Linked DNA regions of Sus scrofa: all the other regions are linked to region 1. Evidence: chromatin contacts called from public Hi-C data. All regions are on one chromosome and are shown on one strand. Each heading gives the region's core, a stretch centred on a gene start, on an enhancer-like site or on the middle of the called end of the contact. The rest is flanking DNA. Distances are from core to core; before and after follow the strand shown.

Evidence for each region. A called contact is a pair of places that touch in the nucleus more often than the background predicts.
Region 2: a contact with region 1 is called in a Hi-C map of liver, with 4 times the contacts expected there. The contact joins two enhancer-like sites. A contact is called at or near these places in 4 of 47 Hi-C or Micro-C datasets (embryonic fibroblasts, liver and undifferentiated spermatogonia).
Region 3: a Hi-C map of fetal liver shows a contact between it and region 1, with 2.5 times the contacts expected there. The contact joins two enhancer-like sites. A contact is called at or near these places in 1 of 5 promoter capture datasets (liver), 27 of 47 Hi-C or Micro-C datasets (adipose tissue, alveolar macrophages, blood and 16 more) and 1 of 2 datasets of contacts at active chromatin or transcription factors (skeletal muscle).

What each region holds. Positions count from the first base shown.
Region 1 is chr14:15,082,742-15,085,441 of Sscrofa11.1, reverse strand. No RefSeq gene overlaps it. Among named protein-coding and RNA genes, the nearest start is that of DEFB136, 27 kb to the left of the region's middle. Within about 2 kb of position 1,416, at least 13 of the 83 cell types and tissues checked have an H3K27ac peak or open chromatin away from gene starts, as enhancers often do. A contact at or near this core is called in fetal liver and liver, where this site is marked.
Region 2 is chr14:14,778,375-14,781,082 of Sscrofa11.1, reverse strand. It overlaps LOC102167906 (a long non-coding RNA gene), which reads left to right. Exons shown (of 4, transcript XR_299396.3): 4 at 1-140. Among named protein-coding and RNA genes, the nearest start is that of TRNAD-GUC, 73 kb to the right of the region's middle. Within about 2 kb of position 1,407, at least 16 of the 83 cell types and tissues checked have an H3K27ac peak or open chromatin away from gene starts, as enhancers often do. A contact at or near this core is called in liver, where this site is marked.
Region 3 is chr14:14,744,722-14,747,421 of Sscrofa11.1, reverse strand. BLK (tyrosine-protein kinase Blk) reads right to left here. Exons shown (of 13, transcript XM_021072720.1): 13 at 1,476-2,173. The coding sequence ends at 1,968. Among named protein-coding and RNA genes, the nearest start is that of TRNAD-GUC, 39 kb to the right of the region's middle. Within about 2 kb of position 1,296, at least 5 of the 83 cell types and tissues checked have an H3K27ac peak or open chromatin away from gene starts, as enhancers often do. A contact at or near this core is called in fetal liver, where this site is marked.

The sequences.
Region 1 (2,700 bases), core at 167-2,666:
AGAAAAGCACTCCAATATTACCACCTCCAAAATTTAATAGATGTTGGTACTTTGTCATATTGGCTTCAGATTTCTTTAAAGGGAAAAACAAATTATTGATAGAGCTAAAACCCTTAACCACACTCTCCATCTCTACCCTCAGCAGAAGTAACTTCTGTCTTGAAGTTACGCTTGTAATTTGCAAGCATATTTTACACTTTGTCTGCGTGTGCATATATTCATAAATAACGTGAATTGCTTGCGTTTAAATTTTTTACATATTCAATTGTATTGGAACGAAGGGGCAACTGGTTGCCCGGCTCACATGCAGCGCCCGCATAGTCCGGTAGATGTCGCTAGCGTTCCAGTCATGGGCATCCGGTTTCTCCACTCTTGGTAACCGGCTTGGGATTTCCTTCTGCCGAAGCTTCAGCTTTCCTTTGCAGTTGTAGACCGTCTACAGGCAAGATACCGGAGGTGCAGCACCGTAAGCAATGATACCTCGAATTATTTCTTTCAGTTTTTTTCCTAGAGGGAAGACCCGGGAGGCTTGTGATGCGGAGAAAGCGTTCGGCTGCGCCGACCTCGACAGACAGGCTGGGTCCCTGGGCCTCAGCGGCCCGCTGAGAATTGGGGTAACATTGCTGCATGCCGCTCAGGGGCTCCAGTCCTTCGATGGAGGCTCCTTGGGGGCTGCTCTGGGCATAGGAAGGAAAGGTTCCCTAATCCACCGGAACAGGGGAACTGGCCAGGTGCACGCCTGGGAGGGGATGAGCCCTGAGGTCCTCCCGGCCCTAACCCACCTCCTCCCCTCCCAGGTGCGGTGTGGCAACCCCGGAAGAGACTCGCAGGGCGCTGTGACCATCTCCCACCCCAATTACACAGGTGTCATGTTATCATTTTATCTTTGAGGTGGTTGTGGCTTAAGTCCCAGGAAGGCTTGGTGAGATGGAGCCGCCTCGGAGCTGATTCAGTGTCGGAGAGCACAGAGTTTGAGCAACTGACCTGGGCTTTTCCTGAAACCACCGTTCGGATTAAACCTGTCCCCCCACCCCCACCCCCACCCCCCACCTTCATCCCACCCCCCCATCCACACTGGGGCCCTGAAAGCACGTCTACCTTCCCCACACTCTAAACGCTGCCAACAGATACAGCAAATTTGATGAAACAAGAAAAAGTCCGGGGAAGGAAGTACTGCCAGTTTGGTATTTTTCCCGGAGTTACTGTGGCCAGGGTCTTCCCAGCATACGCGTTTGTCCTAATAACTGTTTGTCCTGGAGGCAGGGCTCGGACCCGGGATAGGGCCGGAGCCCCCGGAGGCTCCTCCCCGCCGCCCCTCCCTGACCTGCTCTCTCTCGGCCCGGGGCCCTGGAGGAGGCCTGCCCAGGCCGTGGGAGTCTGGCTACCATTATCCGGCCCTTATCTGGGCCCACTTAGTTCAATGACTAGGAGCCGACCTGGGGGTCACGCCTGTCTCCAGAGAGCCGGTGCTATCTCGGTGACCTGCAGAAACCCTGGCGTGAGCTCATGTTTTCTGACGACAGAGAGGACCCCGCCGGATCGCCGCCCTGCACCCCCACCCCCAGCGTCTGGCGGGAGCCGGGTGCAGGCTCCACCGCTACTCACTGAAATAGCAACGTTGATAAGTGCGGCGGACAAAAGCATTGATGAATTTCCATTGAGGAAAGTGCCTCCTCCCACCCTCCCCTCTGTGATCACGAGGTCTCCACCCCACCTTGGAGGGACGTTGGGGCTCACAGGCCCGGGCTTTCTCAGCCACGGCCTCAAAATCGTCACTACCCCCACCTCCGCCACCTGGAAGTCGTGCTGTGGCCACAAACCCCTAGAAAAGCCTGTATCCAAGAATTCGTGCCAAAATGTACTGGCTCCTCATTTAGGAAAAGGCCGTAAGGATAGAAGCCTTGTTTTTACTCAACTGTACGTTCCAAAATCTGACAGGGGGGGCTGCTCAGTATAAAGGGATTGGGTTTGATTGGACCCGGTTGGGCTGGAAGATCGCAGAACTAGGAAGCAGGCTGCAAACCATCCACCACCCCTTCCCCCCACTCCCTGGGAGGGAGTCTTGGGCAGGTTAGTTTCTTTCTGTCCTGTCTACATGGAACTGATTTATATCCTCTGGAAACCTTTGTTAACAGGAGCATCTAATGTGATTAACATAATATTTGAGTTTACATCTATCACTTCTTTTGTGGTTTCTCTTTTGTCTTAGCAGCTCTGTGTTTCTCTCTCTCTTTTGTGTGTGTGTGTGTGTGTCTTTTTAGGGCCGCACCTTTGGCATATGGAGGTTCTCAGGCCAAGGGTTAATCAGAGCTGTAGCCGACAGCCTGAGGCACAGCCACAGAATGCCAGATCTGAGCCACATCTGCGACCTACACTACAGCTCACAGCAATGCCAGATCCTCAACCCAATGAGTGAGGTCAGAGATCGAAGCTGCAACCTCATGGTTCCTAGTCGGATTCGTTAACCACTGAGCCATGACGGGAACTCCCTGTTTTTCTCTCTTTTCTTGACCTCAGTTGGCTTGATTAATTTTATCATTCTTTCCCCCCCCCTGCCACCTTCGACTAATAAGCCCTGTTTTTATCATGATTGCCCTAGAAATCACAGCAGGCAGAGTTAACTTTTTTCTACCACTGCATTCAGTGGCTTGACATGCGATCTCACTTCTCCCATCAGGGACTGAACCTGGGCCGTGGTGG
Region 2 (2,708 bases), core at 158-2,657, 300 kb after region 1:
CAGAGATTGGAGCAATGCAGACACCAGCCAAGGAAGGATTCTCTCCTAGAGACTTCAGGGAGCATAATCCTGCCAACACCTTGACTTTAGACTTCCGGCCTCCACAACCCTAAGAGAATAAATTTCTGTTGTTTTAAGCCACCAAGTTTGTGATCATTTGTTATGGCAGCCTCAGCATATGATGCAATCTCTGTATATCCTATGGTCATCTTCAGGCCAAACCATCTGAAACCTGAATCAGAGTTATGGCTGTGAGATTGTCATTTAAAAATGCCAACATTTTCAAAGACTCTCATCAGCGGTATTTGTGGAAGTAGACACAACTTGGGAAGAACATCAGGTGTTGTCGGTCCTTTCCTATGCACAGTGCTGGGCACACATATAGAGCAAGGGGTGCTCTCTTGCTGTTTCCAGAATAAGGAAGATGCATGATCATCTGGCCCCAGTGGGGAGATGAAAACCACCAGCCTTGCTAGAAAAAAGGTAATAAAAGTGACACATTTTAATTATAACATGACTTGTAACAAAAAAGAAATGAACAAGGACCCAAATTTCTGCAAGTAAACAGTTATAGAATGTGTACTACAGCTGCACTGTGGAAAGGCCATGTAAACATCTCTGTTCTACTTCGGATGTGTGAGGACAGTATATGAGCCCGTCCAGTGTATCACTGGAGTTTATTAGAAACATACACTACTGCTGAATGTCCCCACAGAGGCACGTAAATCCTCTGAAAAGACCTCTAGGGACACAGTTCAGCTGATGGCACTGATTACACTGGGGAGGAGGCAGGATTGAGAAGTGTTCAAGGGGATTTTCACTTCATCTGCTTGTCTCAATCTTTTTACAATGACTTGAGCCATTAAGTTCTTTTATTTAAAGATTTATCATTGTATTGCGCTTATGATACAAGGATAATCAATTTAACATGTGAATAAAAATATTTTTTAAACAAACAAATAGAGAAGAAAGGAGCCCAGCTGAGAGTGTGTCACCGCGATTACTGGCTTTGTAGCCAGCTTCGAGGTGGATGGCGGAGGAGTGGTGGAGTGGGATCTGTGGTTCTCTGAGGCTCCAGCTTATAAACGGATGCTTCTACTGCGAGTTCTTGTCTGCTTCCTCGTCATCCTGATGGGGCCTTGACGTGAAATCTGTGAACAGACGCAGCCCTAGAACCTTGTGTTCCAGACACAGAGCGCTGACCTGGCAGACCCTGAGACGTGTCCCTTTAACACCACTCCCGCAGCCCGGAGGCAGGGCCTTCGGTGCCCTCCTCCAGCCTGTCGGTGAGGATCAGCCAGCCACAGCCCCACCCGGCCCACCCCACCTCCTCGGCCAACCAGGTTCAGAGTGGAAGCATCGCCTCTGACCTTGTGGTGGGTGTGAACCAGAGGCCAGCAGAGGGCCTCGGAGAGAATGGACGCCACTGCGCACGCGCTGCTCTTGTTCCCGCCCCACCCCCATCCCAAGGGCTCAACCAGGGAGGCAGCCTTTCTGGTCCCAAGAACACAGGACGCCTGGGACCATTGGGACGAGGAAAAGGACCCGGGCTGTCACACGGTGGGAGAATCCTAAAATTATGTGTTTACTAATGTAAATTAGTTCTTTTTTTAATGCAAAGGAGAAAATGGACTAAGACTTTAGGGCTTCTTCAGCGGAACAGATAAGGCTCATTTATAACCAATGTATGTTGTTGATAAGCCAAATGATACAATACTAAAAAAAAAAAAAATCACCTTTTTCTCAGAAAGCCCTGCAGCTCTTTCCCCGACTTCTTACTTCTGTGCATTAGTACTTTTGTTAACAAACGCTGCATCTTCCAAATTGAAAAAAAAAAAAAAAAAAATCAGGCCAAAACTGTCACAGCCAAGAGACGCCTAAGGAAACTTGATGACAAAATGTAATGTGGCATCTTGGCTGGCATCCTGGCACAGAAGAAGGACATTAGGTGAAAACCAAGGAAATCTGAATAAACTGTGGACTTCAGTGAATAATAACATACCAGGATTGGTTCTTTAATTGTACCAAGTGTATCATATGAATGTAAGATGTTAACAGTAGTGGAAACTGGGAGGGAGCATGTGGAATTCTCTGTACTGTCTCAGCAAGTTTTCTGTAAATCTAAATCTATTCTAAAATTTTAATTAATTAATTAATTTTATTATTATTATTATTATTTTGGTCTTTTTGCCATTTCTTGGGCTGCTGCCACAGCATATGGAGGTTCCCAGGCTAGGGGTCAAATCGGAGCTGTAGCCACCGGCCTATGCCAGAGCCACAGCAACGCGGGATCCAAACTGCGTCTGCGACCTACACCACAGCTCATGGCAAAGCTGGATCCTTAACCACTGAGCAAGGCCAGGGATCGAACCTGCAACCTCATGGTTCCTAGTCAGATTCGTTAACCACTGAGCCACGACGGGAACTCCAATTTATTTATTTTTGTTTGTTTAAAGAAATCAGGCAGGGCCTGGTTTAACTGGTGCTCATGCCAAATGAAGCTTACAGGGGGTGGGCAGAATTCAGCGTTTAGGGAGTTTATGATGAGTTGATTTGACACAAGACACAAGTGCTTTGCTGTCAGCGGTCTTCCCGCTGTTGCAGTGGACCCTACATCAGCTTCGTGAGGTACTGTTATTCCCATTTTACAGATGGTGAAACCAAGCTCAGAAAGATGACATGGCTTCCCGCCACCTGCCCCAGTTGGT
Region 3 (2,700 bases), core at 47-2,546, 340 kb after region 1:
CGCTGGGGAGAGAGGGTGACGGGGAAACAAAATCCACAAGGGTTGTGAGGCTGGGGCTCATACCTCACCAGAGCGCCAGGTGGTGGCAGCGGTCACAGTCTCCAGTGTCTGAGGCCAGGGCCCCTTTGCAATACTCTCACCTGCGCAGGTGGCTGGGAGAAAACTCCTCCATACTTATGAATAAGAGGCTGGGGGCAGAGAAGGGGTTCGGATCCAGGGTCTGGCAGCAGTATCTGGAGGGAGAACTAAGAGCCTCTGGACAGGCCTGGGTGTGGAAGTCCCTGCCTGCCTCCTCATTTGGGGAAAGAGCAGAGCTGTAATAATGAGGACCCTCCCTCCTTCCCTCCCCTCCTCCCTCCCACCTTCCCAGGGCTGGGGAAGATCCTCTGTAGCCAGCATGGGGACACGCCCTGGAAACAGCAATACTATGCACACCTGTGTCCTTCTCTGCCGGGTCACCTCTGTGCTCTGCGGATTCAGCCCCTCCCAGCCCAGCATTCCCCCCCACACCCCCCCCCCCACTCTGCTGCCACAATCCCCCAGCTATTCTTGGGGCCACATCCCCTTCCCACTACTGATGAGCCCTGTGACCTTGGGACCCCGCAAGCTCTCTGTGAAGCAGTTTCTTCCTCTGTGCATTGGTGGGAGTATTCCCAGCTCTTTGGTTGTCACAGGATTAGAGGCAAATTGTGGCCACGGTTTTGTGGGGAGGAAGGGAGGGACAAATAGGTGGAACGAGGGGATGGCACCTCAACTATTCTGTGTGCTGGTGTTAGGGGGAAAACCTGTTATTATGCATGTGCAAACCCATAGAACACAATGCAGAAGGGTCCTAATGTAATCTATGACTTCAGTTAATAGTGTGTCAGTGTTGGCTCATCAGCGGTAATGTATCCCATTGTCCCAACACCTTATTAATATTATCATTTATAATGGGGGAATGGGGGCGGTGAGGGGTAAATGGGAATTCTCTATACTTTTCACTTATTTTTCTGTAAACCTAAGAGTTCAAAAAATTAAAATCTATTATAAACAAAACAAAAACATGACAAATGAGGAACTTCCGTGAACAGCTTGGACCCTGGAATCTCCCTTTGTATTGCCATTCCCTCCACATCTGTTTATGCGCCTGATCCCTGGACCCGGAGCCCAGGGTTTGGCCATTTCATTTGTGCACGCTCCCAAAAGGCGCTGTCACCACCGCGGGCTCTGGCTCTTTGTTAAGTGACCCACCCCTGCTCCCCGCGCCGCACCCCGCCCCCCAAAACCCGGATGCAGAGGATTTGTGAGGCGAGGGCGCCACCTGCTGGCCTTACCCAAGCTCCCCTAAATGGCAGCGACACTTGGGTCTGTGCAGATGTCTGGGGGCTGGGGGCTTGATTTCCACACAGTGTCATCCGGCGAGCCCCTAGAGGCACCACTCATGCAACCAGTAGCGAGGTCAAGGCTTGTCGCCAGGGACGACACAGAAAAGGTCAGATCTCCTGACTTTATTACAGGAAAGTCCCAAAGTGCTGGCGCACAGTCTGGGTCAAGTGGGAGCCCAGGGACTCAGGTCACCTGAAGCCGACTCTTTTTGCTTTTGGTGCCAGCACAGGGAGCCTTATAGGACAGGTGACAAACACTTAGGAGTGTGCCGGGCACTATTAACACCTTACCAGGTCATCATCATGAGGAACTTAAGAGGTAGGTACTATTGTGGTTCTTCCCACTGAACCAATGAAGAAGCGAAGGCACAGAGAGGCTAAGTAACTCTCCCAGGGGCACACAGCGGGAGAAGGGTGGGGCTGCGATGGGATTCACTCCAGAATCCAAACCTTGACGCCCCCCCCCAAGCCGCTCTACCTCTGGTTTCCCCATCTGAGAAATGGGCCTGTCAACCCCTCCCCGCCTTTCCCGCCCATCTGGGGCTGAAGAAGCGCGGGCTGGGCAGGCCTCCTGGGTTGCGCAGGCGCGGGCAGGCAGGCCTAGGGCTGCAGCTCGTATTGGGCCTCGGTGGCCGTGTGGAAGTCCTCGAGCACAGACTGCAGGAACTCGAAGGTGGGCCGCTCCTCGGGACGGCTCCGCCAGCACTCGGCGATGACCCCGTTGTACAGCTCGGGCGGGCAAGAGTCCGGGCGCGGCATGCGATATCCGCGCTCTAGGTTGCGGATGACCTCGGGGTTGCTCATTCCTGGAGGTGGAGGGGACGCAGGGCGCGGCTGAGGGGCGGCAGGGACCCGCCAAGCACCGGAAACGGTCTCCTCCCTTGCAGGCCCTCGGTGCCACCTCGCTGCCTCCCTCTATTGACTTTTCATGGCTAGGAGAATAGCTGGAATCCAGGCTGTGGATTATTTGTGTGCGGGGCAGTTCCTCCTAGATGGAACTTACCTCGCTTACCTGTGATTGCCCAGGCACATGGCCAGAGCATATCTCTCACGAAGGTGACCTGAGGAAGGCCCCCAGTGGCTGAGGGGGACAGCTCGCTGCTTTCTGACCTGCGGCTGGGGGGCTGATGAGGCTTCCGGGGAGGCACCCAATGAAGGCAAGAGAGGGCCCACCTGTCCTCAACTGAAAGCAAACCAACTGGAGGAAACCTGAGCTCAGGTTTACTTAGTTCCAGGTTTGGGGGCTCACTGACTTCTGCTGCACCAAGGGGATGCAGCCCTGGTGCCAAGAGCAACTGTTGAGGCAGGGGCAGAACCCCTTCCCAGCGGGGCG